Regions from separate parts of the Sus scrofa genome. Here region 2 is linked to region 1. The links are chromatin contacts, called in public Hi-C maps. All regions are on one chromosome and are shown on one strand. Each heading gives the region's core, a stretch centred on a gene start, on an enhancer-like site or on the middle of the called end of the contact. The rest is flanking DNA. Distances are from core to core; before and after follow the strand shown. Region 1 holds the start of SH3BP2 (SH3 domain-binding protein 2). Region 2 overlaps ADD1 (alpha-adducin).

What was found. Hi-C and Micro-C count contacts between places; a contact is called where the count stands out from the background.
Region 2: a contact with region 1 is called in a Hi-C map of omental adipose tissue, with 1.7 times the contacts expected there. The contact joins the enhancer-like site here to the promoter of SH3BP2 in region 1. A contact is called at or near these places in 1 of 5 promoter capture datasets (fetal liver), 15 of 47 Hi-C or Micro-C datasets (alveolar macrophages, brain, embryonic fibroblasts and 9 more) and 2 of 2 datasets of contacts at active chromatin or transcription factors (alveolar macrophages and skeletal muscle).

Annotation. Positions count from the first base shown.
Region 1 is chr8:1,578,599-1,586,259 of Sscrofa11.1, reverse strand. SH3BP2 (SH3 domain-binding protein 2) reads right to left here and starts at 3,091. Exons shown (of 11, transcript XR_002346534.1): 1 at 2,958-3,091.
Region 2 is chr8:1,666,284-1,673,944 of Sscrofa11.1, reverse strand. ADD1 (alpha-adducin) reads right to left here. Exons shown (of 17, transcript XM_013978492.2): 3 at 7,221-7,435; 4 at 3,227-3,389. It overlaps LOC110262043 (a long non-coding RNA gene), which reads left to right and starts at 7,569. Exons shown (of 3, transcript XR_002346536.1): 1 at 7,569-7,579. Within about 2 kb of position 4,559, at least 5 of the 83 cell types and tissues checked have an H3K27ac peak or open chromatin away from gene starts, as enhancers often do. A contact at or near this core is called in embryonic fibroblasts and omental adipose tissue, where this site is marked.

The DNA of each region.
Region 1 (7,661 bases), core at 1,842-4,341:
AGTTCAGGTGCAGCTCAGGAGACAGGCTCCCGAGCCCACATCTGCCCCATGGCCCAGGGCCGCAGGCTTTCATCGCCTGATAGTCGGGAAGGGCAATTCGCTGAGGAGGCTCAGGTCTCCCTGAGAGGCAGCGCCATGTCTCCGGGCATCGCCCTGGCCGCTTTCCAGTGCCCAGGCCCAGGGACAGTAAAGAGGGTGACCAAGTGGCAGGTGCTGTTGGACCTGCGTGCCTGAGGCTACAGAGCCCAGAATGCTTCCGTGCCCCCCACTTCTGGGACTTAGGTCCCCACATGTGTGACCATCCCCAGCCCTTGGATGACTGCAGGGCCACTAGAGGCCTTTCAGAGACAGGTCACCTATGTGGGGGAGGGTTTCAGCCTCCTGACAGCCCCCCTCGCCCTGCCTCCCAGGCCCCTCTGCACTTTCATCCACTGGCCCGTCCACCCCCTCACCACATCCTGTGCACACCAGGTCACTCTGGTCAAACTGGTCTGCTACCCTCCCCCTGCCAGCCTTTGGTTCAGTCTGTTCCCGCCTTCGCGGCCGTCCACACGGCTCAGACAGCTCTCCTCCGGACTGCAAGCCCTCATGCACTGGCCACCCGTAGCCCACCTCCCTTGGTCAGGTGACCTAGTGCTGGCCATGTTCCCTGGGGTAATTAAAGAACCACATACTGAGTGGTTCTTACTGGGGCCACCTACTTTTTTTTTTTTTTTTTTGGCTTTTTAGGGCCGTACCTGTGGCCTATGGAAGTTCCCAGGCTAGGGGTCAAATCGGACCTACAGCTGCCAGCCTATGCCACAGCCACAGCAACATGGGACCCAAGCTGCGTCTGTGACCTACACCGCAGCTCATGACAACACGGGATCCCCAACCCACTGAACGAAGCCAGGAATCAAACTGGCATCTTCACGGACACGAGTCAGATTCATTACCCGCTCAGCCACAACAGGAACTCCTGAGGCCACCTTCTAGCCAGCCAGTGAGAAGAGGGCAGGTGTCCCATAATAGGGCGTCAAGGACAGAAGCCAGGAGGACCCAGGTACCTCCCTGGGCCTGGCCACTCCTGAGAGGCTTGGGCCTTTGCCGTGAGACCCAAGCAGGCAGGGACCTGGGAGCCTACCTTTGCCCCAGGCCTCTCCAGGCCCAGCCCCACCCCCACTCCCAAGCCCAGGAGGCCCAACCATCCCTGTCCTCAAGCCCTCGGGGCCAGGAAAATCACCCCCAGCAGCAGCTCACTGTCACTGAACACTAACCATGTGCCACCACCAGCCCCTGGACAGTCACAGCCATCTAAGATCACCCGGCTGGTAAATGGTGGCTGCCAGATTCAAAGTCAGAACCCAGCCCCTCTGTGACAAAGGCTGGGCCACTGTCTCTCTGCACCCCTTCAGCCTTCCCACATGGAGGCCTGCAAGCTTGTGTGCATCCATGTTGGGGGGGCGATGGGGGCTGACTCAGCACCTCACTTTCCTCTGTCCACGTGAACAAGAAGGGCCAAGGGCAGCCTGGAGTCACCCATCCTCCTACTTTTCCCAGGCTGGCCTCCTCGTCGGGTTCCTCCCTGAGCCTGTAGGCCTGGGGGACGCCCCCCAAAAAGGCTAGGCTGTATCAGCACCCCTCTCTCCAAACAGCCAAAGGGGACTAGACTCGGCCATCTACCCATCTGTTCTGCCTGTCCCCCTGGCTAGGGTGTGCCCCACACACAGCCAAGTGGCAGAGTCGGGGTGCAAGGAAGTGGAATTTGACGGGGTCCCTACCCCTTGGCGCCTCCATCCTGGCCCCCTGGCCCACCCAGAGTGGAGCCCTGGCTCCTGGAGGGCCCTCTGCAGGGGTGTCCTGGGTACAAGTCACAGTGGAGGAGGGCCAGCGGGTAACAGAGCCCAGTCCCCTCCTCTGGTCCCACAGAGCCGGGGCCAGGGGGCTGCCCCAGGGCCACACTGCATCAGTGCTGGGCTAGACTTAAACCTGGAAACCTACCCCTACTCCAGGACTTGCCGTGCCCCCTGGTCATCAGACTGTGCTCAAAATATTCTCACATTTTCTCATCATTATGGCAAAGCAACATTTCCTGAGCCCCTTCGGTGCTGGAGCCTCGTTTCACGTGTCATCGTCAGATAACATGCAATCCCAGAGGTCCCACACAGACCCCCCAACCCAGGCCAAGGGCATTTATAAGGGGCACTTTACTCAGCATGGCCACCTGACCAGCAAGTATAGAAGTCACCAAAGCTGACATACGGGCAAAGTGAGGCACTCAGGGAAGATGTGAGGCAGTCAGGGTCCCGCAGGGTGGCAAAGGGAGCGGGCTCTGGCTGAACGCTGCTCCAACAGGCCAGCTCAGAACCCCAGCCACAGCGACTATCAACACTTCACCAGGGGAAGCAGAGGCCAGGAGCAGCAGGGAAAGAGCTGGGCTGCTGGGAGGGCCGGGTACATGTGGAAGGAAGGCTGTCCCCAACCCCCAGACACTCACTGTTCCCCAGAATAAGAGTCGCAGACACCCCTAGGCCATGGGGCTATCAGTCACTCACACTTCGGTGTGAATTCTCCAACAGGCGGCTTTTCTCCACCCTCCGCGGCACACAGGCTGAGGGAAGGAAAGTTTGCATTACCGGGAGGAGGTGGAGGCAAATTCCGGGCCTGGGCCTTCAGAGGCCGGTCGCGTACGTGTAATGGGGCCTGCGGCCGTCGGCCAGCCCCAGGGGGCTAGGGAAGTGGGGGCTAGAGGGACGGGGTGGGGGTGCGGAACAGATACAACGCCACCGCCCCCCGCCCCTAGGCCTCCAGGGTGCACCCCAGGCACACCTCGAACCCGCTCATTTCAGGCAGTGGTGCTCCGAGTCTGGGCGGGCGCTAGAACTGACCGCCCCGCGCGTCCTACAGCGAGGACCCTGGCCCCTGGGATTCCGGACGCGATCGCGCCCCTCCCGTCCATGCCCGCCGCCCAGCCTTACCTGCCGAGGCTCTGCTCCCAGCCCGCGTCAGGGCCCTGCGTCCGGCAGCGGATCCCGCCTCGGCGGCCCGGCGTTCGCGCCCGCCGGGAGGTAGCCAGGAGCTGGATCCCTCCCGGAGCTGGGCCCGCCCCTCCTGGCTGGCCCCGCCCCCCACAGGCTCCTGCCCCGCCCCGCCCCCCCGGCCCGGCTCCCTCAGTCCCCCAGCGCGTCGGGCCCCGCCCACCCCCGCCTCCGCGCCTCGCCCCCACCCTCCCGGCCCGCCCCTTCGACCTGGTCCCGCCCACTCCCGCCCGGCGCCGCGTTGCCCGGCTCCGGGCCCCGCCCCTTCGAAACGACCCTGCCCCTTTAGTCTCCTCCCCTCCCCCACCCCCACGCACCCGGCCCGAGTCCTCTGGCCCCCGGGGCCCACCTCGCCGACTCCTTTTGCGATCTGAAGGACGCGATGCAGCCCGCAGTCCTCGGGGTTCGAGGTTTGGGCGCAGGGTGGGGATCAGGACCTCAGAGTCTGGGGGTCTCCCACCTTTCCACACTCCTGCTCCCCAGGAGGAGAAGGCAGGAGTTGGCTGCACGTGTGGACCCACCATCCCTGCACAGGCACCCTCTAGGGTTCAGTAAATGCAAGTGCGTGTCCTGCTCAATGACAGCCGGTGGCCCCACCGGAGGGGGTGTCGTCCTCCAACCCGCTGATCCTGATCCTGTAGGAGGAGGCCATGTCCCTCGCGGACCCCATCCCTGCCTCCTTGGTCTCAGGTCTGGAAGGGAGGGACAGGGGCATGGGATGACCCCTCCCCTGCCCCAGGAAGAAGTCTTGCTGGGAACCCAAACTTCGGAACCTGGCCCTTATTTCAGAAGAGTCTCTAGGGCATTTTTCCGCCACTTTGAAGCCAGGACACAGTCCTTGTACCAGGTCTGGACTCTCTTGGCCCAGGGGTCTGATTCCAACACTGGGAGGCCCAGAAAACAGGGTACTTTAAATTTTGCCTCTGGGAGTTCCCTTTGTGGTGCAGGGGAAACTAATCCGACTAGGAACCATGAGGTTGCAGGTTTGTTCCCTGGCCTCGCTCAGTGGGTTAAGGATCTGGCATTGCATTGAGCTGTAGCGTAGATCGAAGATACAGCTCAAGTCTGGCGTTGCTGTCGCTGTGATGTAGGCCTGCAGCTGTAGCTCCAGTTAGACCCCTAGTTTAGGAATTGCCATATGCCCCAGGTGTGGCCCTAAAAAGACCAAAAATAAACAAGTAAATAAATTAATTTTGCCTCCTGGGAGGCTCCCAACCAAGGTCCTTCCCAGAAGTTGTGGGGGGATGGGGAACATGAGTCCAGCTTTAGACGCAGATCACTCTGTTTAAGGGGCAGGGCCCTGGGGGAAAGGGAGCTTGTCAGATCTTGCAGAAAGGGCTTCCTGGGAGGAACTGGCTTCCTGGAGGGGCGTCCTAAAGGGCGGTGTGAGTGGTGGAGATAGGGAGGAGGTGTCCCAGGGAGAAGCAGTACGGCGGGCACGTTTGTAGGGGACTGGAGCTTCCAGAGAAAGGCCTGAGGAGGGGGCTGGGATCCTTGGTCCCAGAGCCCAGGAAGCAGTAAACAGGGGAAGGATAGGATCTGGCTGGCGGCTGAAGAGGCTATGGGGAGGGCAGAAGGCCAGCGCACCGAGGCTGGATTGTCCAGGTGGGAGGCCAAGGTCTGCCCCTCTGTGTGGCACTGGGCATGAAGGGCGGAAGTCCAGCAGGGCAGCCACAGCAGGCGCTGGACCAGCCGCTCTGAACAGGCAGGATGGGGAGCAGCCAGGGGCTAGAACTGGGTTAGGCTGAGTCCGAGAGTCCCAGGCTGTGGGGGTGCCCAGAGTTGTAGCTGAACATGGGCCATGTCCACCTGTCCAGAGCTGCCCAGGTGTGGGTCCCAGGCCCCAGAAAGAGGAGGCCTGGGCGCAGCAGCACACATGGAGTCAGAGACATTGAGCGTGGGGGCAAGTGGGAAAGGCCAGAGCCAGGGGACCAGGCCATGAGCGCAGGCCTGGGGGAGATGCCTGCGCCCCCTGGAAGGAGACCGGGACCAAGGCGGGACCACAGTCGAGAGAGAGCCAAACCAGAGAGGGGCACCCAGAGGCAGGCGAGGCTATGGGAGAGTATTCAGACAACAGGGCCCCAGTTTCCTCAACTATGAAACTAGGGGGGCCATCTGCTAGGGTGGCAGGAGAATTTGATGGAGGATGGGAACAAGCAGAGTGCCCAGCACCCCAGCCCTTCAGCCCTAAGATGCTCACCCTGCCGGGCCCAGGGCCACCCCTTGCCCTGTAACTGCACCCACCCACAGCACAGCCCCCTCTCAGGGCTCAACTTGGACCCCAGAGGTCCTGAAATCTCCCTCTCCCGGCCCCAAGAGGCCATCATGGAGGTGAGCAGACTCAGCCACCATCGGCACCCCCTGGTCACCCTACTCCTGAAACAGGACTCCACGTGGAGGAGCTCAGTGCTGGCTCCACCGGCTGGAGCCCCTGACAGGCTCATTACCTCCAGGCTGGACACGCGTGCTCCCCGAGGCCTGGCTCAGCAGCCCCCGCACTGGGACCCTGGGCACCCTGAGCCGATGCGGGGAAATCCGCATCCTGTGGCTCGTGGAAGGGCAGGGCGGGCAGGGGCTGGCTTTAGATGCCAAACTCGAGGTGACAGAAGCCAGGAGAGGCCTCACCGTCAGGGTCACTGCAGACAGTTTGGACAGACAAGGTGGCCCAGAGAATTGTCCCCCAGGAGTACAAATCCACCTCCAGACAGCCTCTACTGTGGACAGATTCCGACCACCCACGTACATTGTCCCTGTCCTTCCTCCCCGTCCAGCCCCAGCCGGCCAGGGGGAGGGGACCCTGGAGGACCTCAGGGCAGCTTGGAGCAGCCTGCCCAGCCAGGAACTACAGGAGGCAGAGGCCAGTGGAGCTGGTAGGACCCGTGTGGGTGAGGAGGATCTTGCCTCAGGGAGGGTGGCAGGCCAGTGCTGCAGCGGAGCGGGGCTGGGTTGGGGGGAGGCCCCCTGGCTGGGCAGGGGGAGGTGTGGAGGACCTCCGAAGCGCATGTCCATGTTTTAAGTACACAGGTGGGGAGTTCCCCTTGTGGCTCAGTGGTAATGAACCTGACTAGTATCCATGAGTATGGGGGTTCAGTCCCTGGTCTCACTCAGTGGGTCAAGGATCCAGCATTGCTATGAGCTGTGGTGTAGGTCGCAGACGTGGCTCAGATTTGATGGTGCTGTGGCTGTGGTGTAGGCCAGCCTGGTGCTGTGGCTGTGGTGACCCCTAGCCTGGGAACTTCCATATGCTGCAGGTGAGACCCTAAAAAAAAAAAAAAAAAAAGCACACAGGTGACACCTGAACTATATTCTTGGGACAATAACCAGAGAGCAGGACCTGTCCCCGCTGCCATGCACTCTGCTGGGATAGCCGTGGCTGCAGATTTGATGGATTGTGCCAGGGCCCAGAGCATTCAGAGGCAGCTGCAGTCTGTGGGTGGGGGCAGGGCCCTGCTAAGATCAGGATGGGGAGGGCAAGATCTGCTGCCAACTCAGGGCATTGCCTCCGGCTTTAAGCAGCACCTGCGTGAGCCCTGACTGTGCCCAAAGTCACCGCCAGCCACTGTGGTGACTGTGTCAGGCTGATGACTCAAGGCCCACTCAGGGGCTCTCCCCGGATGTCTTCAAACATCACAGGCTTGGAGCTCCCTGGTGGAGCTGGTACTGTCACTCCTGTGGCCTTGGTTACAGCTATGGTGTCTCCGGTTCAATCCCTGGCCCAGGAACTTACATGCACCACAGGCACAGTGAGAAAAAAATAAACATCACAGGCTTGGCTGTGGCATAGGCTGGCAGCAGCAGCTCTGAATTGCCCACTAGCCCGGGAACTTCCACATGCCATGGGTACAGCCCTGAAAGCAAGCAAGCAAGCAAGCAAGAAAGAAAGGAAAGGAAGGGAGAGAGGAGGGAAGGGAGGGAGGAAGGGAGGAAACATCATAGCTCGGAGTTCCCAGCGTGACTTAGCGGAAGCAAACCTGACTAGGATCCATGAGGACCTAGGATCCTGGCCTCGCTCTGGGCTAAAGGATCTGGCATTGCTGTGCCTGTGGCGTAGGCCGGCAGCTGCAGCTCAACCCCTAGCCTGGGAACCTCCGTATGTCACAGGGGCAGCCTGAAAAAGACAAAAAACGAAAAAACAAAACCCTACAAAAAACTAACAAAACATCATAGCTTAACACATCTGGAAGTCAGCACCTCATTTTTCCAGCCTTCTCTGGGAGCCTCTCCTGCCGCCGCCGCCGCCGCCTCCCCTCGAACCACAGCCTGAGGTCCCAGAGGCTCTGTCTGTAAAGTACCCGGAATCCCGCCCCTCCCCGCCCTGCCTGGCCTCGTCTGCTCTCCAGCTCCTGTCCCTGCCTGGAGGTGTCCTTGTCACACAGAGGGGTCTAATCACAATATCTGATTGTGTCACTTCCCCACTCTGTACCCTGAGTCCTCCCTGCAGCACACGCCTGTGCAGACCTGCTGTTCCCTCTCTGGCTCCTCTCGCTCTGGTTCCCACGCCAGGGACAGCCCACCTCAGGACCTTCGTGCCTGCTGTCCCTCCTCCGGGGTCACCCTTGCTCCAGATTCCTGCGGGGCCGCTGCCTCACTTCGCTGTCTCTGCCTGGGTGTCACCTACGGGACGCTTCTCTCCTCAATTCCTTT
Region 2 (7,661 bases), core at 3,310-5,809, 86 kb before region 1:
CACAAAAATTATTAAAAGAAGTAAAAGGGCAGAATCCCATTCCTACATATAACAAAAGCACACCAGACATGTCCAGAAAACAAATGTAAATTACAACCTATTATTTCATAGAAAGAAAGACAGTCCAACACCAACATCGAACGCTTTCACTGACATGTGGAATCTGAAAAAAGGACAGACGGAACTTCTTTGCAGAACAGATGCTGACTCACAGACATTGAAAAACTTATGGTCTCCAGAGGAGACAGTTTGGGGGGTGGGAGGATGTGCCTGGGCTGTGGGATGGAAATCCTGTGAAATCAGATTGTGATGATCATTATACAACTACAGATGTGATCAATTCATTTGAGTAATAAAAAAATTAAAAAAAAGCAAACACCAGGAAAAAAAAAAAAAAAAAAAAAAAGGCATTCCAAAACCAAAGATACCACCAAAAAGGAAAATTATGGAGTTCCCAGGTGGCTCAGTGTTTAACGAATCCAACTAGGAACCATGAGGTTGCAGGTTCCATCTCTGGCCTTGCTCAGTGGGTTAAGGATCCAGCATTGCTGTGAGCTGTGGTGTAGGCCGGTGGCTACAGCTCTGATTGGACCCCTAGCCTGAGAACCTCCACACACACAAAAAGAGAAAATCACAGCCCATATCTTTGATGAATATAGAGATAAAAATTCTCAACAAAATTGTGGCCGACTGAATCCAACAACATATAAAAAAGACCATACAGCACGACCAAGTGGGATTCAGACCAGGTTCACAAGGATGGTACAAATCAATTTTCATTAGAAAAATTCAGAAATGAGGGCCAGAATGTAAAAGGAATTAGATATGAATAAATTAATAATTTTAAAAATAAGTTCTAAATTAAAAGAAAACCGAAAAAGAAAAACTTTTTAAATCACAAAGAAATAAAGTGATAAAAAGAATCTGAGAAAAAGTGAAAGTTAAAGAAGACAGATGAGAGTTCCCCAGTAGTCTAATAGGTTAAGGATCCAGTGTTGTCACTGCTATAGCACAGGTTTGATCCCTGGCCTGGGAACTTCTGCATGCCACAGGAGCAGGGAAAAAAAAAAAGGGAGTTCCCATTGTGGCACAGCAGAAACGAATCCAACTAGGAACCATGAGAATGAGGGTTCAATCCATGGCCTCACTCAGTGGGTTGAGGATCCAGTGTGACGTTAGCTGTGGTGTAGGTCGCAGACGCGGCTTGGATCTGGCGTTGCTGTGGCTGTGGTGCAGGCCGGCAGCTGTAGCTCCGATTAGACCCCTAGCCTGGAAACCTCCATATGCTGCGAGTGTGGAACTAAAAAGCAAAAAAAAAGGAAAGAAAAAAAGAAAAAGAAAGAAATGCTACTGATTGTTCATGTCAGAGCATGGCAGGAAACCAACCTCTCACTGTGAAGGGTTCCCTTTCCTAAACAAGCTGCAGAGCTCTTCACCAGGATGGTGACTGGAATGGCCTTCACCTTAGAATCATCCCTAAGTTCCGTGTCATTTGCCCCATGCCATCTACATATGTTAGATTCTACAACAAAGGCTAAGAGTTTTGTATTTAGGAGTTCCCGTCGTGGCTCAGTGGTTAATGAATCCGACTAGGAACCATGATGTTGTGGGTTCGATCCCTGGCCTTGCTCAGTGGGTTAAGGATCCGGCGTTGCCATGGGCTGTGGTGTAGGTTTCGGACGAGGCTCGGATCCCACATTGCCGTGGTTGTGGTGTAGGTAGGCCTGCGGCTTCAGCTCTGATTCATCTCCTAGCCTGGGAACCTCCATATGCTGCGGGAGTAGACCAAGAAATGGCTAAAAGACAAAAAAAAAAAAAAAGATTTTTGTATTTAAGAAACAAACTATTAGATACAATTAAACGAATTATTAGATATAATTAAAACAAATTAGATTTTGTTTTTCCTTCTTTTCTGTTTTTATGTGGCACTACTGCAATAAAGTTTCCTTATATCTGATTGGAAGACAATATACAAGTAAATATATTACATTGTTCTTTATCATCTAATTCATATAAATATCACTAGAATCCATGCAGGATCCATGCGAAAACATGAAAACCTAGTGGCTACCATTCAACTTCAGTAAATTAAATGTGATTCTTATTACTCTCTAGCTATTAATGACATTATCATTCTGGTGAATGCCAAGCAACCTCTTTTTTTTTTTTTCCCTCGGTCTTTTTGCCTTTTCTAGGGCCGTTCCCGTGACATGTGAGGGTTCCCAGGCTAGGGGTCTAATCGGAGCTGTAGCCGCCGGCCTACACCACAGCCACAGCAACATGGGATCCAAGCCATGTCTGCAACCTACACCACAGCTAACAGCAACACTGGATCCTTAACCCACTGAGGAAGGCCAGGGATCGAACCCGCAACCTCATGGTTCTTAGTCGGATTCGTTAACCACTCAGCCACAATGGGAACTCCCTCAAGCAACTTCTAAGAATTCCACAGAACAGACAGGTAAACAGCAAATGGCAGGTGCTCTAACAGAAACCAGTACCTTCTGTGAGTCAATCAGAAGCTGATTACCCAACTAGAACCATGAGAGACTGACCCAGGGCACGGCACACAGAAGGTCAGATTAGCTGATGCTCAATCTACCCTGGGCTCCACTGGTCCCATTAATGCTTTCAAATTCAACAGCCATGGCAAAGCTCCATCTCTGCACAACTAACATTTTTCTTCCGGCTTTCTTTTGAATTTCTCTGTTTCTTACTCATTTACAAGCAATAGTAGGGAATGGTAGATAAAAGTTGACCTGGCTGAAATAAGTTCAGGCAAAATCAAATTACTACCCACAAGCATTATTTCTGATTAGTTTTTCTTAACTCACAAAGGGTCTGATAAAAGTCATCTGCCTAAGAAGTAAGAGTCTCACTGGCTCATAGAAAAAGGAACCCTCTACGGTCAAGCCATTCTCAGCCCTATCATTTCCCCTGCTGCACATCAAGTTGCCTGGCCAGGGTCTGAATCTGAGCCGCATGTGCGACCTAGACCACAGCTGTGTTAACACACTGTGCTGGGCTCAGGACTGAGCCAGCAGCGCCACGGAGACAAACCGGACCATGAACCCACCATGTCACAGTGGGAATAATAAAACATTTTTTAAAAAAACTCAGTTCTATGTATTACATACTGTGTGCTCATCTACCTGACATAAAAAAAAGCATCAGGAAATTTCACCTGGAGGCTGGCAGAGCCCATGCCCAGTCAGGAAGTACTCACTCATGTTCAAGGCAGCCATCCCTCCTTGCGGAGCTGCTGGGTACACATTCGGCACGTTTGTCGTCATAAAATCCGCTATCTGCTGTAGCGCCAACAGGCCTGTGGGGTTCTTCCCCTTTTTGAACTGTTCCTGTATCATTGATTCCAACTCTTCACAGAAAGCCTAATAAAAGCCAGATCAGAACAATGAGACACCACTTCTTTTCTGTTCCTTGGGAAGGCAGGGCTAACCATTACAAAGATCAGTCTTTTTGTTTGTTTTCATCCAGTGCTGGAAAAGGAAGTGGATATTCTCATACATCTCACTTCTTGCCGCATAAATTAGTACATTCTCTCTGGAAAGGAATTTAACAATACAGAGGCTTAACACTTTGGAAAGGCACTTCCTATTCCTCCGTGTCTTTTCTAGAACTAATCAGAGATGTGCTCAAAGACTTATTCACAAGGATATACATCCCAGTACAACTACTACAGGGAAAACAGCAAGCAGTCTACATTTCACAAGCAGAGGACTGAATAAATATGAGTCAGGGGAATTCTATGCACCAGTTCAACATGAAAGGCTGAAAAAAATTAAATAACACTGTTCTGGGCGCTGAGAACACAGACAGAAAAGAACAGCTTTGCCATCAAGGAACTTAAACCTCAAGAAGGAAGACACAAAAAAGAAGAAAATCCACAGTACAAGGGGACCTCTGTATCCGTCCAAAGCATTCAGATGACCTGTGCGCGCAGTAGAGAGCTGAGCTTGGCAATGACCTGTGAGGTTGGAGTCGCCCACCTCCGTTCCAGATTCTGGCCCCGACTAACAGGCACCACCAATGACCTTGCGTGCCTGCTTGGTCCTGACTCCTGAGGTTCAACCTGAGGTCCACTCCTTCGCCTCTCAGCCTCCTGATCACCTCCCCTCCAGTGACCCTGTCACTCAACTCACCTGGCCTTCTATTTCTACGGTCACGCCCTAGAGACCTCCCCTTTCCTAGTACCTGGGCCCTCTTCAATCTCAGAGCCAGGCGTGTGCTCTCCATCAGCCTTTCCTGGTGTCCAGCTCAGCCTCCCTTCAAGCCCGTTGTGATCCTAAGACCTCACCTTCACCATCCCTCACCCTCCCCGTGTCCCGACTCCCCTCACTCACATCAGACCCGTGGTTTAACAGGCTGACCCTTCCCTTGCTTACAACTTCAACTCTCCGCCATCTCATCCCGCAAAATCCCCACCCTCGCCAAGTTCAACTCTTCTCTGTTTCTACTCATGCTGCTGATGCTGAAAGGGGCTGGAGGGAAAACCCGGGCCATGCTGCACGGCCTCGCTGTAAATGCATGACCACTGCGCTGAGCGCACCCTTTGCATGAAACCAGGGACCAGCCCCTCGCCCACGCCCCACGCAGTCTCTGCACGGCTCCCCGGGCTCACTGTCGGCAGACCACCGCACTTGCTGTTCCGCTGAGAACAGAGAATCGATCTGAAGGAAACTTCCACAGGCTCCCTCTGACACCCACCCACCCATCAGCGTCCATGCCCACACAGTGGGCCTCCCCACTCCAAACTGTGGTTGGACGGGCCTCACTCCTAAAACCGAGAAACCAACACCAGGACGTTCTATTAAGTAAACCCCAGACTCTAATCGTCTTTTCACGAATGACCTTTCTCTGTCCAAGCTCCCACAGCGACTGAGGTCAGCAACATGCTGGCGCTGTGTTCTAAACAACAGGGGAGCGACTTCCCTGGATCTCTGCACGCCCAGTGCCTGGCACATAGTAGGTGTGCTGGGTTTAGTTTCTTCACTCTGTCCTTTGTGATTTTTACTTGGTTTCTTGTTGCTTTTGCACACGAAAACCGCTCAAGCCAATGTTAACCTGATTTTTCCTCTCACCGCTTTCTTCCCCATCCATCAGCAAATGCTATTTATCCTACCTTCAAAATGAAACTTAAACGAGTCCACCTCTCTCCACATCCACCACCACCAGTGTCCCAAGCTACCATTACCTCTTGTTTGGAAGACGGCTTTCTCTCTCGCCCCATGTGACGCTCTCTCTCTACCAAAGCCAGTGTGAGTTGTTCAAAGACAGAACTGTGCTGGTCCCAACTGCAGCTCTCCAACGACTCTCAATTGTACTCAGTGCAAAACAGACTCCCAAGCTGAGCTCGCCAGCCTCCACGCCTGCTCCCTCCTCCAACCCACTGCACCCCCCTCCTTGTGCGAGTGCTCAGACCACACTGGCTGTCCTTTGACTCTTTCAAGCTCATTCCTATCTCAGGAATTTCGCATCTGCTGCTCCCTCAATCCGGAATGTCTCTCCCCCTGATGCCTGCAAGGCTGGCTCCCTACTGTCGTTCGGCACTCGGATTAAATCGTCCTCATTCAGAGAGGCCTGGTCTGAGCACAGTCGTACTCAATCTCATCATCCAGCTGCACTCCGACTGCGCTGTTTGTCCTTTACTGGTTATCTCCTTCAACTAGACTGCACAGCCTGAGACTCATCTGGGTGTTTACACAGTTGTCATGTATTTATCAAAATTCATCAAGCTGTGTACTTAAGACTTGAGTACTTCACGGTAAGTTCTATTATTGAGGAATAACATATGAATACCATTCACAACCAAACAAATAAGCTTCACATGCTTTGTTTACTGCTAAATGCCCAGTTCCTTGAAAATGGAGATGACCAACATTTTTTTTTAATTCAATGTGCTATCTGCCAAGTGACACCCCAAAATGTTAACAAAATAAAACAAAAACAGATTAAAAGGATAAAAAGAATGAAGCACGCACAAAGGCAGCAGCATCAACATGAGTAAACTATGAAAACAGCAGTGCTTTACCTGAAGATGCAGACAGAGGACACTTAGTTGGGTGTGATTGTGGTTCAAATGCCAACCATAACTTAAAGGTAAAATCAATCAACAATCAGGTACTGTTAAGATCTCCTAAGTGTCTAGCAGCAAGCTAGGTGGTACTGGAGGAAAGAGTAGTTTTGAAATGGTCCCAATTTATAAACACTCTCCAGAGGAAGTTCCCATTGTGGCTCAGTGGTAACAAGCCCAACTAGTATCCATGAGGATGTGGGTTCAATCCCTGGCCTCGCTAAATGGGTTAAGGATCCGGACTGCTGTGAACTGTGGTGTAGGTCGCAGGAATGGCTCGGATCCCACACTGCTGTGGCTGTGGTGTAACTCTGATTCAAGCCTAGCCTGGAAACTTCCATATGCCCCAGGTGTGGCCTGAAAAAAAAAAGGCAAAACAAAACAAAAAAAAAAAAAAACCCCAAAACTCTCCAGAGCAGCAGTGAGTAGTAAAAAGGAGAAATAAACATCTCCTACATCTCCTACCCCTTATGATACTGAAGAGTTTCAATGACTGTGTCTGGGAGTTCCCATGATGGCACAGCAGAAACAAATCCGACTAGGAACCGTGAGGTTGTGGCTTCGATCCCTGGCCTTGCTCAGTGGGTTAAGTATCTGGCATTGCCATAAGTTGTGGTGCAGGTCGCAGATGAGGCTCAGATCTGGTGTTGCTGTGGCTGTGGTATCGGCCAGCGCCTACAGCTCCGATTTAGACCCCTAACCTGGGAACCTCCGTATGCTGCGAGCGCAGCCCTGAAAAGACAAAAAGACAAAAAATAAAATAAAATAAAGATTGGGTCTGATAATGAACTAAATTGAATTCTTTTTTTTAAATGATTTTTATTTTTTTCCCCATATAGTTGGTTTATAGTGTTCTGTCAATTATCTCTCGTACAGCGAGGTGACCCAGTCACACTTACACCACACATTCTTTTTCTCACATTATCCTCCATCATGCTCCAGCATAAGTGCCCACAGTTCTCAGTGCTGTCCAGGATAAAGTGAACTCTCTTAACAGCCACACACACATATGCACAAGGTGCTGACTTCCTGTGCTGCGGTCAGCTGACTACGACACGTACAGCAGAGCACGGGAGCTGACGCAGCGGAAGAAAGAGGACGACACTTGGTCAGAGAAAAAGCATCTTACGGGACTTTGCAGAATCATGGACACTCTCTTCTTCTGTTCCATCATATTGAAGTCCTGGCGAAGGTCTGGTGCCATGTTCCTCTCCCGCAAGTACTCGGGATTGTTCTCATCCACCCTGTCGAAATACCTCTCTTTGTGAGGGGCTGTGGTTGGGGGTGGTGAGGTCACCACTGCAGCTCGAGTATCACCATTCATTGCACAATCTTTCTTGGTCCCTACAGAATCAAAAGAAAGTATTGTTTTGCATCAGTGCTCAGTACCATTTCATAATGAGCACACCAGCCCGATAAATACAATCTGCAGCATGAGGACACCCAGGCTGACTGAAGGGTCAGAACCATGACATGTGACGCTCTTCTGTGGCTTCTGAGGCACGTGGCTAATCCGTCATCTCCCACCCTTCCCCCCAGGGAGGGCACTTTTTATCCTCGCCACTGTTCT